3 separate regions of the Sus scrofa genome follow, and regions 2 and 3 are each linked to region 1. A link is a contact called in public HiChIP or PLAC-seq data. All regions are on one chromosome and are shown on one strand. The core of a region is the stretch at or near the end of the contact, and the rest is flanking DNA. Distances in the headings are between cores, read along the strand shown. Region 1 overlaps FRMD4A (FERM domain-containing protein 4A). Region 2 overlaps FRMD4A (FERM domain-containing protein 4A). Region 3 overlaps FRMD4A (FERM domain-containing protein 4A).

Region 1 (4,267 bases), core at 742-3,241:
TTCCCCTGCTTCCCCTGCTCCTTTCCTAGCTTGCCTGGCAACACTTTCCAGATAGATCACTTCCACTCAGATCCTTGGTTCAAAGTTTGCTTCTGGAAGGACCAACCAAGATGCTCAGTTTTGCACACAAGGAAACAGAGGCACATGAAGGGTGAGTTGCTGAGAAAGCTCACATGGCTGGAACACGTGGAGTAGGGACGTGGCCCCAGAACATGCTGGAGCCTGGCCCTGGCCTCATAATAAGCCTACGCTAGGTTGTCTGGAAAGGGCAGAAGCATTATTCATAATAGCCAAGACATGGAAGCAACCTGAATGTCTATCAACAGATGAATGGATTAAGAAGGTGTGGTATACACACACACACACACACACACACACACACACACACAATGGAATATTACTCAGCCTTAAAAAGGGGCAAAATAATGCCATTTGCAGGAACACAGATGCAACTAGAGATTCTCATACTGAGTGAGGTCAGCCAGAGAAAGACAAGTACAGTATGATGTAACTTATATGTGGACTCTAAGATACAGCATAAATGATTCTACCTACAAAACAGAAATAGATCACAGACCTGGAGAGCAGACTTGTGGTGGCCAAGGGGGAGGGAGTGGGATGCCAGGGAGTTTGGGGTTAGTAGATGCAAACTATTACATTTAAAATAGGATAAACAATAAGGTCCTAGGGTACAGCACGGGGAACTATATTCAATCTCTTGGGATAGAACTTGAGAGAAGATAGTATTGGAAAGAATATATGTAGATGTAGATAGCTGGGTTGCTATGCTATGCAGTAGAAATTGACACAACACTGTAAATCAACTATACTCTAATAAAAAAAGGAAAAAACAGAAAAAAAAAGAAAAGGCAGAACCAAGGCTGGGGGTGGGCTAGGAGGTGTTGGCAAAGGCCCAAGATGAGTCCTCATTTAAGAGGGAGCCCACTTCTGGTCATCATCACTTCAGAGCTTCGTTCTTGAAATGTCCCCAGTTCTCGAAGGCCATTGACCTTCCCCGTTGATCTGACAGTCACAAAGCTTGCTCCTGACTTTATCTATTTTCCCACTGGCCCTTGGTGATGGCTCCCTGGAAGTTCTGTCTCATGCTTGGGGGGGCGGGGGGGGGAGCGGAGGTGGAGTGAACAGCATGGCCGCCCCGGCTCACTTCCCATCCATTATCCATTCTCCCCACCGCCCCACCAGGGACCCAACCAATCAGCCCCTGTGCATATCAGCATGGTTCCCAGAGAGGATGGGCTGTCCAACTCTGACCTGTCACCTGTTCCAGGGAAAACAAAGACCTCCTCCGCCACCTTTCACCCAGTACACTGGGAACAGGGCCAGCCCCTTCTCAATGTTTTCAATAAGTTTTCAAACACGCTTGTTTCAGTGGCAGCTTTTGCGGTGATTATCTCATTAGGGTCTTGGCCTCAAAACACCTTATTTATTGTGAAGTGAAAAAACAGTAGACCCTCTCAAGCTTCTTTTAAAAAGAAAAAGCAGGCTCTAGTGTGATGGGAAATTTTTTACTTGTGGGAAAACACCTCCCTGCCCTGTTCAAAGACACCATCAGCCCCGGTTTGGATTGAATGGAGGGCACTGGCCCAGTGCCACAGAGCAGGAGCTCATGGCCCAGATGTCCAGGTAATTTCCAAACCTTGTTTTGTTTCCTCCATCTCCTTCATAAGCCCATGGATTAAACCCCATGAGCAACCAGCTCCTGATGGCTTTGTATAAACTGCACAGATTTTTCAGGAAACAAAAATAAGTTTTGTTCTCTCCTATCAGTGCAGGCGTGCTATTCTCTAGAGAGAGAGAGGAATCAGAATCGTTGAAACAGCTCTACAATGGATGGCAGTCCTGTGATAGTGTAACCCAAACAGCCAGCATAAAATTGTAAAACTCTGCCGCAGGGGCAGATGGCTGCTGTGGGAATATTTATAGCAGGGACCTAGAAATAACTGTAAGGGAAAAGCCTTGTGAGTAACAGGAGACGGGACATCAAGGTAGCACGTGGTCTAGAAGATATTCTCGCTCTAGTCTGAAGCCCCTGAGGGCTGTGGGTCCATCACTGTGCAGGGGAGAGACCTGGTATATTCTCGCACTAGTCTGAAGCCCCGGAGGGCTGTGGATCCACCAGTGTGCAGGGGAGAGACCTGATATATTCTCAGAGCCCACAAAAGCGATCCCTCCTACACCCCACACAGCACAGACCTAACAGATCAGAACTGGAAGCAGGAAGTGGGCGGGGTGGGGGTGGGGGTGGTAAGACTATTAGAACAGGTGGGGGATTTTGCACTGCATGCTCCAGGGGCAGGAAATGGAGAGCTGGGCCAAGGAGAGTGACATCTGGGTTCAAATAGGGATGCAGGGCCCCAACCCCTCTGTGCTAAAGTTTTCACCAATTAGCCAAGGAGTGGAGACCAGACTGCCATGGGCCCGGGTATAATTTGTCATTCTTTCTCTATTTTTAACGTTATGAACTACATCGAGTGGCCTTTGTCAGCATGGGTCCAGGACTTTGCCATAAATCTTTTGGCCACAGTTATAAATTCTTGAGCTTTGGTTCTCATTAAAGAGAAGCACCCCAATTAAGCTCCAAACCAACACTGAAGTCACTACTCTTGGGTCCTGACAGTGTAGACCAGCAAACCACAAAATGACACCAAACCTCTTAGAACTGTAAGGCATGAATGAGACCACAAGGAAGAGAGGAAGACTGTTTAGACTCCTAAAAGAGATTTCCTTGTATACCTAATTTCTTATTTATTTATTTATTTATTTTTGGCCACACTCACAGCATATGGAAGTTCCTAGGCCAGGCATTGAATCAGAGCCATGGCTGCAACCTACACCATAGCTGCAGAAATGCTGAATTCTTAAGCCACTGCACCAGACCAGGGATTAAACCCACACCACTGCAGAGGCAATACAAGGTCCTTAACCTATTGTGCCACAGCGGGAACTCCTATATTTAATTTCTTAAGTAAGACATTTTATCTTTTAAAAATGCATTAAAAAGCAATCAGGTGGTTCATATATGTGTGTCTGTGTGTATATAAATAGTAGAAAAGAAAAAAACAGATAATGATACCAGAAAAAAAAAAGATAGCTCCATAAAGCATTCAAAACAAAACAAAACACTGAGCATTGTGGCTCAGTGGTAACGAACCCAAATAGTATCCATGAGGATGAGGGTTTGATTCCTGGACTCGCTCAGTGGGTTAAGGATACGGCATTGCCGTGAGCTGTCGTGTAGGTCGCAGACGTGGCGCAGACCCCCTGGTGCTGTGGCTGTGGTGTAGGCTGGCAGCTGCAGTTCCTATTTGACCCCTAGCATGGGAACTTCCATATGTCACATGCATGACCCTAAAAAGCAAAGCAAAACAAAGCAAAACAAAACAAAAACAAACCAAAAACCACTCCCATAACTGCATGCGAAAATAGCTGCACTGTGAAAAAACCGCACCATATATAAAAAGATTTCTTTTTTTTCTAAGAGAACCTGTTGAACCGATTTTTCCAGTCTTAGTTTCCCTATTAGTGTGTTTTTCTTCCATGCCTGCCTCATTCTAATGGAAGAACCAGAGAGGAGCCTGGCTTTACTTATTTGCTTTCCAGCTAGTGTAGCACTAAGATTTATTGTGTGTATCTTTAGGTCCCCAATTGGAATTGCCAACGATATCAACAACACACACTACTCACTGAAGAGATAACTAACACAATATCAAAAGCACAGCTTTTCTAGAAGGTACAACTGCCCACTATGCTGATTTCATGTCGGTTGATTTCCCCTCCCTGGCAAGGGATGGCTTACATTCAGCTCAATGCTCCCTCAGGATCTCCCGGTCACCTACACGATTAAACCAAAGGCAGGGTGAATTTACACTCCTGACACATTCACCTCTCCTGCAGCAAGTTAATCAGGCAGAACTGGAGTGTTCCAGGGTTTCACACCTCAAGCCAGGCCCGTCCCTCATGTCTGCTCCATGCTGTCCTTGCTGGGAGGGATGTCTGACCATGGAGACCCAGGAGGACAGTGACTGATTGACTGACTCTCCATCTCTCACAATGAACAACAGAAGCCCCAACCTGCTTGTGAACAGTGATGGAAGGAGTTTTCCCTGAAAATGAGCAGGACACTTTGATGGGCTCTGCCACAGTCAGCCACAGCCTAATTTGCTAGAAACCAGGAACAGGCTGAGGAGGAACCACGGCCCAGAAAAGGACCTTCCAGTACGGAAACAGACTCTGCCACCGGCTTTGG
Region 2 (4,035 bases), core at 1,473-3,972, 260 kb before region 1:
GCAACCATTCTGGATTCCACTCCCGCCCCAGATGTCTTCAATCTATCAGTGAACATTCCACCTTTCCTATGCACTCGGGCACATTTCGTGACCTCTCTGTTCCTTAGTTTCCTTGGCTACAAAACTGAGCTGATGGCCACACCCACACCACAGGGCTGCATTGATGAACTGAGGATTTAATGAATTAATACCGACCTGCAGAAGGTGCTTAGAGCACGTACCTGGCACAAAGGGAATGTCTTATGTGATCATCATTATGTCAGACCCTCAATCTCTCACCCAGGAATTATTAGAATAATCGCCAAAACGGTATCAAGTTCGAAATGTCCATCTGGGATTTAAGGGCACTCTTTGAATTCAAAGGTTCCATTTACCTACCCAATCTTACTTTGGCCCAATTCCTCCAAAAGTACTCATTTCTGTCTAACCTATTTGTGTCAGAATTCAAGAAAAGACCAATCTCATTTCTATTTCCAAATCCACAAAAATCCTCTCTCCTCCCACCCCCCCTTTAAAAGTTATCTTGCTCGAGGCCCACTTCTTCCAGGAAGCCCTCCCTGATCACCCCACCTCGAAACAGTCCTCTGAACTCCTATAGTGCTGACCACATGGACTTTGTTTACCCTTGGTATGCACGCTTGTGTAAATGCATTTTAATCAAAACATTTTTCAATTTCAATCTGAACATTTTTCAAAGTATGGCAAAACATACAATAGAGGCTTTACCATCTTAGCCACAGTATACAATTCCGTACTGTTTGGAATATTCACATTTTTGTGCAACTGATCTCTAAAACCTCTTGCAACATAGAAACGCTCTACCCTTTAAACAACGCCCCATGCCCCCTGCCCCCAGCAGCCACTATTCTGCTTTCTATTCCTGTGAACTCGATGACTCTAGATGCCTCATCTAAGTACAACTACAGTGTTTGTTCTTTTGTGCCTGGCTTCTTTCACTGAGTGTAACATCCTCATGGTTCATTCACGTTTCACCCTGTGTCACAATTCCCTCCCTTTTTAAAACTGAATAATATTCCACTATATGTATCTGCCACATTTTATCTATTGATCCATAAAGGGACACAGGTTGCTTCCATGTTCTGGCTTTTGTGAAGAATGCTGCTAGGAACATGGTGAATTTCTGGGGACATGATTTGTTGTAGCCCTGTAGATGGCTAAATGGGTTGCTCCCCCAAAACGAATGTCCACATCCCAAAGGCTGGAACCTTTGGTTTCACCTCACATTATAAAAGATGTGGAGTTTCCGTCATGGCTTAGTGGTTAACGAATCTGACTAGGAACCATGAGGTTGCAGGTTTGATCCCTGGCCTTGCTCAGTGGGTTAAGGATCTGGTGTTGCCGTGAGCTGTGGTGTAGGTTGCAGACGAGGCTCGGATCTGGCATTGCTATGGCTGTGGCGTAGGCCAGTGGCTACAGCTCCGATTAGACCCCTAGCCTGGGAACCTCCATAGGCCACAGGCATGGTCCTAAAAGACAAAAAAAAAAAGTGTGATTATGATTCTTGAGAGGAAGAGCTTTTTTCTGGATTATCCAGGTGGACTCTAAATGCAATCACATGGCTCCTTCTAGGAGGGAAGCAGAGGGAGTTTTGACACTGACACACAGACGACAGATAGGGTGGTGTGAGAACAGAGGCAGAGACTGAAGTGACAAAGTCACATGTCAAAGAAGGCTGGCAGCCACCAGAAGCCAGAAGAGGCAAAGAATGGATTTCCGTCTCAAACCTCCAGGACAGCCTGATTTTGACTTCTGCCTTCCAGAACTGCGAGAAGATGGGTTACTGTTATTTTAAGCCCCCAAGTTTGTGGTGATCTGTTAAGCAGCCTCAGGGAATTGATCTCCCCCCCCCCCCCCACACACACAGAGTGCCTGGCGTATAGTTTGCATAGCCGCAAACTCCAAATCTGTTGGTTGGTTGAGACTCTAGTAAAATGGGATCTCAGTTGAAAACCCTTTATTAGTATCTGCATTTTCTCTTTATAATGCCATTGACTTTCTTGGCAAGGAGGTCACCTCCAGAAGTCTAGGTGGCAAAGCCTTTGTCTCTGAGCTGACCCTGGGTCAGTCACTGGCAGCGTGGTCTTCAATTCTATGAATTCTCCCCTCAAGCCCTCTCTTGTCATCCACCATTCCCTTGGGGGCAGCTCACAGATTCTAAATCAATGGAATGGCCACTTCTGAATTAATTGCATTAAAAAAAATTAAAACATCAAATGGCTCCCATCTGTGCTTTGGGGGGAATCACTGCCGAGAGACTGACCCTCCCACCTCTCCCTCCACCCCAAGGCTGGTCTGGACAATTCGCTTGTGGCTGCAGGGCACATGGTGACCACCAGGCTGCCAGGGGACAGTGAGCCATGCCTGCCCGCTCACCCTGATGGCACTGCCAGCCCCATCCTAGGAAAGGGTGATGCCTGGCCACCGAAGGACTGGCTGCAGCCATGGAGACGGCAGAGAGTCCGGTGCTGAGGGTGGGAAGAAAGCACGGTCAGTGCGCCCTTTCTTCCCAACTTTTCTAAAAAGCTAAATAGAGGGGTGGGGGGGGGGGTGAAGAGGAGTAGCTCTGAATCGCCGGAGCCTGCGGCTTCTTTGAAGCCCTGCCTGTAATTGTGTTTCCCTGAGCAGCTGGGAGCCTGGCTCCCGCCCTCCCCCTGGGGCTGGGCAATAAGCAGCCAAGTGCTCATTGGCTGCTCCCTCATCCTGGGGTGGGGGGCAGGGATGGAGAGAAAGCATGAGGTCATTGTGCACACAGATGCAGGTCTGGCTGTGCCCCCCCCACTCCCCCCCAACCCCGCCCCACCCCGACGCCATATCACCCCCCCTGATGCTCTGGCCGATTAGCTGGGGAGGCTGGCTTCCTTCCTGCCCCATCTGAGCAGCCCCTGGGTTCCGTAGCGAGAGGAGGGTGTATGTGTGTGTGTGTGTGTGTGCAAATTTTATGTGTGTGCGCATGTGCTGCTTCCTTCATGCAGGCTGAGGCGCTCTTCTAGCCTCGGAGGCGCCAGGATAGGTGGGGGTGGGGGTGTCATAAAGCTCAGTGGATCCTGCCAGAACCCTAAATCCTTAGTGGACAGGAGACTTTACCTCCAGCTCAGGAAGAACCAGCAGCAAAACATCTCAGCAAAGCTGGTTCCAGACCCAGCCACTACGAAGAGTTTCTGGTTTAGGGGTACAGCCTTTGTCCAAGGGCAGAACCGAGTCAATCCTTACCCAGGGGGTGGATGCCAGCATTTCCCCCATTTGATGCAGGAGGAGCTGAAGCACAGTGAACGGACTTATTTGCCAAATGCACACAGCTAGTAACCAGCAAATGAACTCAACCATAAAGTGGGTATAAGCCACCTCAGAATGCTGGATTAAAATAAAAAGCCAGACAGCCTGGTTACCCAATCCACTTAACTGACAGGGCAGAAAACTAAGGCTCAAGGGATTGAGAAGCGTGTCCACCAACCAGGGCGGTCACCTCAGTGGTCAGCACACATGGGGCCAGGACCCAAGTGCCTGACTAGCCCTCTGCTGGTCCACTGAAGGTTTCAGAGAAGCCTGCAGCGATCTGAAACAGGAAGGGAAGAAAACAAAGGGTATCAATGACCAAGGCTGGGGGGAGTGCGTCCTGGCAGGCAAAACGCTGACACTGCACATACCACGTTCAAGTCCAGGTTTCCTGGCCCCTCCCCAGCTTCCCCGCTGCTGCTGCCCCTCTCCCTGCCAGCACCATCATCTTCTGCATACCTCCCCCATCCCGGTTCTGGGCTGAGAAACAACCCAGCAACACTGTACAGATGAGGACGCTGGGGCTGAGAAGTGTCAGTGCGGCCAAGGTCACAACCCCCCCAGGGTCACAGGGCAGGCAAGGGGCTTGAGTCTGGTACAGGCTCCAGAGCTTTGATTTTTAAATACTGGGAACAGATCCAGCGAGTAACAAACAGCGTGGACAGGAGGGGTTTGAAGCCGCTTTTTTCTAAACGCAATAGAATTTTGCTGGATGACGTGCATCCGGAGGGCAAGGATCAG
Region 3 (4,179 bases), core at 986-3,485, 300 kb before region 1:
GAACGTGGTAATTTCCCAGGAAATATGCAAACCCTTGCTCCCTGGAATTGGAAAGTAATCAACTGGAAACAATTTACTGAGCACTGACCATACGCCCAGGTCGGTGACAGGTCAATGGAAGGTGACTGTAAACAGTTTTAGTTTACTTCATGTGTAACTTAGGGACAAATGCTCAGGCCGATGCTCCCTCCAACCTAAGGAGACACATCTCTGCCCACCCTGAGACAGGGACATGGGTCCTGCTTCTCTGGTTTTTGTGGTCAGACAGATGAAGTGTTGAGATCAACCGCTGAAATGTGATGGACGTATTGAAAGAGCGGACGTCGACCGCTTCCGTTCAAACATGAGATTCCTAACAGCGCAGCCAGTTATTCTGGCCGGTCCCTCACTTCAGCCACCTCAGGCCATGTTAAGTATCAAATCACTCCTCTGAGGCCTGAGGAGCCCTGGAAGCTGGAGTTCAGAGTTCTTTATGTCCCTGACAACCTTCAGCCCTCTAATCTCATGGACTCCTTCATTTTAAAAATTGAAAAACACGCACATTTCGGAAAAGAACATAAAAAAGAATATATATGGATGTACAACTGAATCACTTTGCTGCACAGCAGACACTGACCCAACACTGTAAATCAACTATATTTCAAGTAAAAATAAATTAATAGGAATTCCCATCGTGGTACAGGGGAAACGAATCCGACTAGGAACCACAAGGGTGTGGGTTCGATCCCTGGCCTCGCTCAGTGGGATAAGGATCTGGTGTTGCTGTGAGCTGTGGTGTAGGCTGGAAGCTACAGTTCCAATTTGACTCCTAGCCCGGGAACCTCCATATGTCGCGGGTGTAGCCCTAAAAAGCCAAAAAGAGACAATAGTAATAATTATAAAAAATTAGTAAATAAAATAGAGGTTTTTGTTTGTTTTTTTTTTTGCCATTTCTTGGGCCGCTCCCATGGCATAAGGAGGCTCCCAGGCTAGGGGTCCAATCGGAGCTGTAGCCGCCAGTCTACGCCAGAACCACAGCAACTCAGGATCCGAGCCGCATCTGCAACCTACACCACAGCTCACGGCAACGCCGGATCCTTAACCCACTGAGCAAGGCCAGGGATTGAACCAGCAACCTCATGGTTACTAGTCAGATTCATTAACCACTGAACCACAATGGAACGCCAACAAAATGAAGAGTTTTTACGCTTTTTTTTTTTTCTTCCAGCCACACCCTTGGCACATGGAAGTTTTTGGGCCAGGGATTGAACCCGAGCCACAGCTCTGACCTACGCTGTAGCTGCGGCAATTCCAGATCTTTTAACTCACTGTGCTGGGCCAGGGTTCATACTTGCACCTGCACAGCAACCCAAGCCGCTGCAGTTGGATTCTTAACCCACTGAGCCACAGTGGGAACTCCCAGGGTTTTTACTCTTAAAAAAAATAAGCTACAATGATATAGCATACACATGGGAATATAGCCAATAGTTTACAGTAACTATAAATGCAGTATAATTTTTAAAAGTTGTGAATCACTATATTGAATGCCTATAACTTCCATAATATTTTTTTTTTCTTTTGTTGGCTACCCCAAGGCACATGGAGTTCCTGGGCCAGGGATCAGATCAGAGTCGCAGTTTAGACCTAAGCTGTTGCTGTGGCAATGCTGGATCCTCAACCCACTGCGCTGGGCTGGGGATCAAACCTGTGTCCCGGTGCTCCCAAGATGCTGCTGATTCCATTAGGCTACAGTGGGAATACCAATAAAAACTTTTTTAATGCAAAGAAAGAAGAAAAAAAAAAAAAAAGCCCTGGTATTTTATGGCTTAGCCTTTGCTGTTTGCAAAGCATTTGAAAGTTTATCAACAATTTTGAAAATGTCTAACAGAAATCTCGCTTTGTCAGTGGAGAACTCCAAGCAGGCAGGAGTCAACCCTGAAGGTGGGGGGAGAGCTGAGTTTAGAATCACATCCACCCACCATTCCCTCTAGTCTGACAAGTCCACTGCCCCCCTCGCGGCTGACCGATGGGCCTCTCCAGTGGACACTGGAAGCTATATCCAAAGAGAGAGGCGACCAGATGGAGAGCTTGGCAGGAAAGCTCTGCTTCCAGGAAACACACATCACCCCAGGCTGACTTCCCCTGGGGTCCCTCAGATCCAGACACACATCTCTAAATGAGTTTCAGCCACCCTTGGTCATAAGTTTCCTTTCCCTCCTCGACTGGTCCCCTTCGTGAGTCAAAACACAACAGAGATGCTGCTGGAACAAGTGGCCACGTGGGGTGTCTGTGACCCAGTCCAGTACTTCCTTCTGCTCCCTCCTGATCAGATTCTAACTTTCTGCAACTTGGACAGATTCTGACTGTAATTTCCTGCTCTTTCGGTATAAAGTCAGGGACCGTAAAGCAAGGAGAAGTGAGCGGGAAATTCACTGAGTTAGGCTTTCTGTTTCCTGGTGAAGGAAGAGTAGGGGGTGGGGGCTGGCACGCGTGGTTGGGGGAAAAATGACAAAACAAAGACACAAACGAAACAAAACACCCTTCTCTACTTTTGTGCTGTTGAAGAGAACAGAGGTTTGCTCTCTGGAGAAGATGCACAGGAAGCTGGAATGAGGTGAACTGAGATCTCAGGGACGCAAAGCGGGTTACATCGCAATGGAGGCCACCCCCTCCCCCAGACCCTGGAAGTGGGAGGGGACATCCTCGAGGGAAGTAAGACATGACATCCTCTGGAGACAATGCATCACCACGAGAAAAAAACACCAAGCACTGATGCCTGGGGTTCCCACTGAAAGAACCAGCTCTCCTCCGGGACACTCCACAGGGATGGTCCCAGGGGTTTGACCGACTCCACCTGGGCACTCGCAGCTTTGGAGTGAGGCCCCTCTTAAATGTGGCTGGAACGCTTCCTACAGGCAACACGGAGACCAAAATCAAGAAACAGGAAAGAAATAAAGAAATCGGAAGAAACAGCAAGCACACAGAACAGGCAGGATAATTACTAGGATTGGAGGGATGAGCCTATTAGGTTCAAAAACAGTAATAGGATTGTAAGTATACAAAGAAAAATCAGATAATGTGAAGGAAGTCTTGGATATTCAAAACATGATGGCAAAGGTTGGAAAGTCAAGAGAGGAGATTAAAGGTAACATTGAGGAAATCGCCCATAAAGTAAAACAAAACGACAAAGATGGAAAATAAGAGAAACCAGGTATTGAAGCAGGAGGCCAAGTCGGGTACTGGATTAACGGGAGCTCCAGAAGGAGAGCACAGAGGCAACAGACATCATCAAAGAAGGAATGCGAGGAGTTCCCACTGTGGCGCGGTGGGATTGGCGGCGTCTTGGGAGTGCTGGGACGCAGGTTCAATCCCCAGCCCGGCACAGTGGGTTATGGATCCAGCATTGCTGCAGCTACGGCTTACGTTGCAGCTGTGGCTTAGGTTTGGTCCCTGGTGTGGGAACTCCAAATGTCGGGGTTGGCCAAAAAAACAGAAAAAAGAAAAAAGAAGGAAAGAATACAAAACACCTCCCAGAACTAAAGCAGAATCCGATTCCAGGCTAAAGCACCCATGGGATACCCAACATAGTGGGTTTATAAAGACCCACTTCTGGGCACACACCCTGAAGTTTCAGATGAAGAGGAATAAAGAGGAAATCCTGAAAGATCCTGTTGCCGGTGGTGGAGGTGAGCGTGAGTCCAAATAGAGTGTGAGCACAGCAGACGCCCCCAGAGCAGCTCTCCAAGGCTCCGAGGCAACCCCTCTGATATTCTGAGAGAAAACATTCCCTTATCTCCACTTCCAGTCAAACTATTACTCAAAGACGAAGGTGGAACAAAGACTCTTTCAGATGCGCAAAGACCCCAACATTTTATGGCCCCTGTCCACCTTCTCTGGATTACGGCAGGATGTTCTCCAGGGAAACAATGGCATAAAGCAAAACACAAGAAGACAGAGTTCCCGTCATGGCGCAGCAGAAACGAATCCCACTAGGAACCATGAGGTTGGAGGTTTGATCCCTGGCCTCGCTCAGTGGGTTAAGGATCCGGTGTTGCCGTGAGCTGTGGTGTAGGTTGCAGACGCAGCTCAGATCTGGTGTTGGCTGTGGCTGTGGCGTAGGCCAGCAGCTGTAGCTCCGATTCAACCCCTAGCCAGGGAACCTCCACATGCTGCAGGTGTGGCCCTAAAAAAGCAAAACGA

What was found. HiChIP or PLAC-seq counts read pairs in DNA pulled down with a chosen protein or histone mark.
Region 2: an H3K27ac HiChIP or PLAC-seq map of skeletal muscle shows a contact between it and region 1, with 8 times the contacts expected there. The contact joins two enhancer-like sites. A contact is called at or near these places in 2 of 2 datasets of contacts at active chromatin or transcription factors (alveolar macrophages and skeletal muscle).
Region 3: a contact with region 1 is called in an H3K27ac HiChIP or PLAC-seq map of skeletal muscle, with 9 times the contacts expected there. The contact joins two enhancer-like sites. A contact is called at or near these places in 1 of 5 promoter capture datasets (liver), 25 of 47 Hi-C or Micro-C datasets (adipose tissue, brain, embryonic fibroblasts and 14 more) and 1 of 2 datasets of contacts at active chromatin or transcription factors (skeletal muscle).

The regions. Positions count from the first base shown.
Region 1 is chr10:47,609,530-47,613,796 of Sscrofa11.1, reverse strand. All of the region lies in intron 2 of FRMD4A (FERM domain-containing protein 4A), which reads right to left. Among named protein-coding and RNA genes, the nearest start is that of FRMD4A, 230 kb to the right of the region's middle. Within about 2 kb of position 1,991, at least 6 of the 83 cell types and tissues checked have an H3K27ac peak or open chromatin away from gene starts, as enhancers often do. A contact at or near this core is called in skeletal muscle, where this site is marked.
Region 2 is chr10:47,868,553-47,872,587 of Sscrofa11.1, reverse strand. All of the region lies in intron 3 of FRMD4A (FERM domain-containing protein 4A), which reads right to left. Among named protein-coding and RNA genes, the nearest start is that of PRPF18, 250 kb to the left of the region's middle. Within about 2 kb of position 2,722, at least 31 of the 83 cell types and tissues checked have an H3K27ac peak or open chromatin away from gene starts, as enhancers often do. A contact at or near this core is called in skeletal muscle, where this site is marked.
Region 3 is chr10:47,913,452-47,917,630 of Sscrofa11.1, reverse strand. The region is part of intron 6 of FRMD4A (FERM domain-containing protein 4A); the gene reads right to left. Among named protein-coding and RNA genes, the nearest start is that of PRPF18, 210 kb to the left of the region's middle. Within about 2 kb of position 2,235, at least 8 of the 83 cell types and tissues checked have an H3K27ac peak or open chromatin away from gene starts, as enhancers often do. A contact at or near this core is called in skeletal muscle, where this site is marked.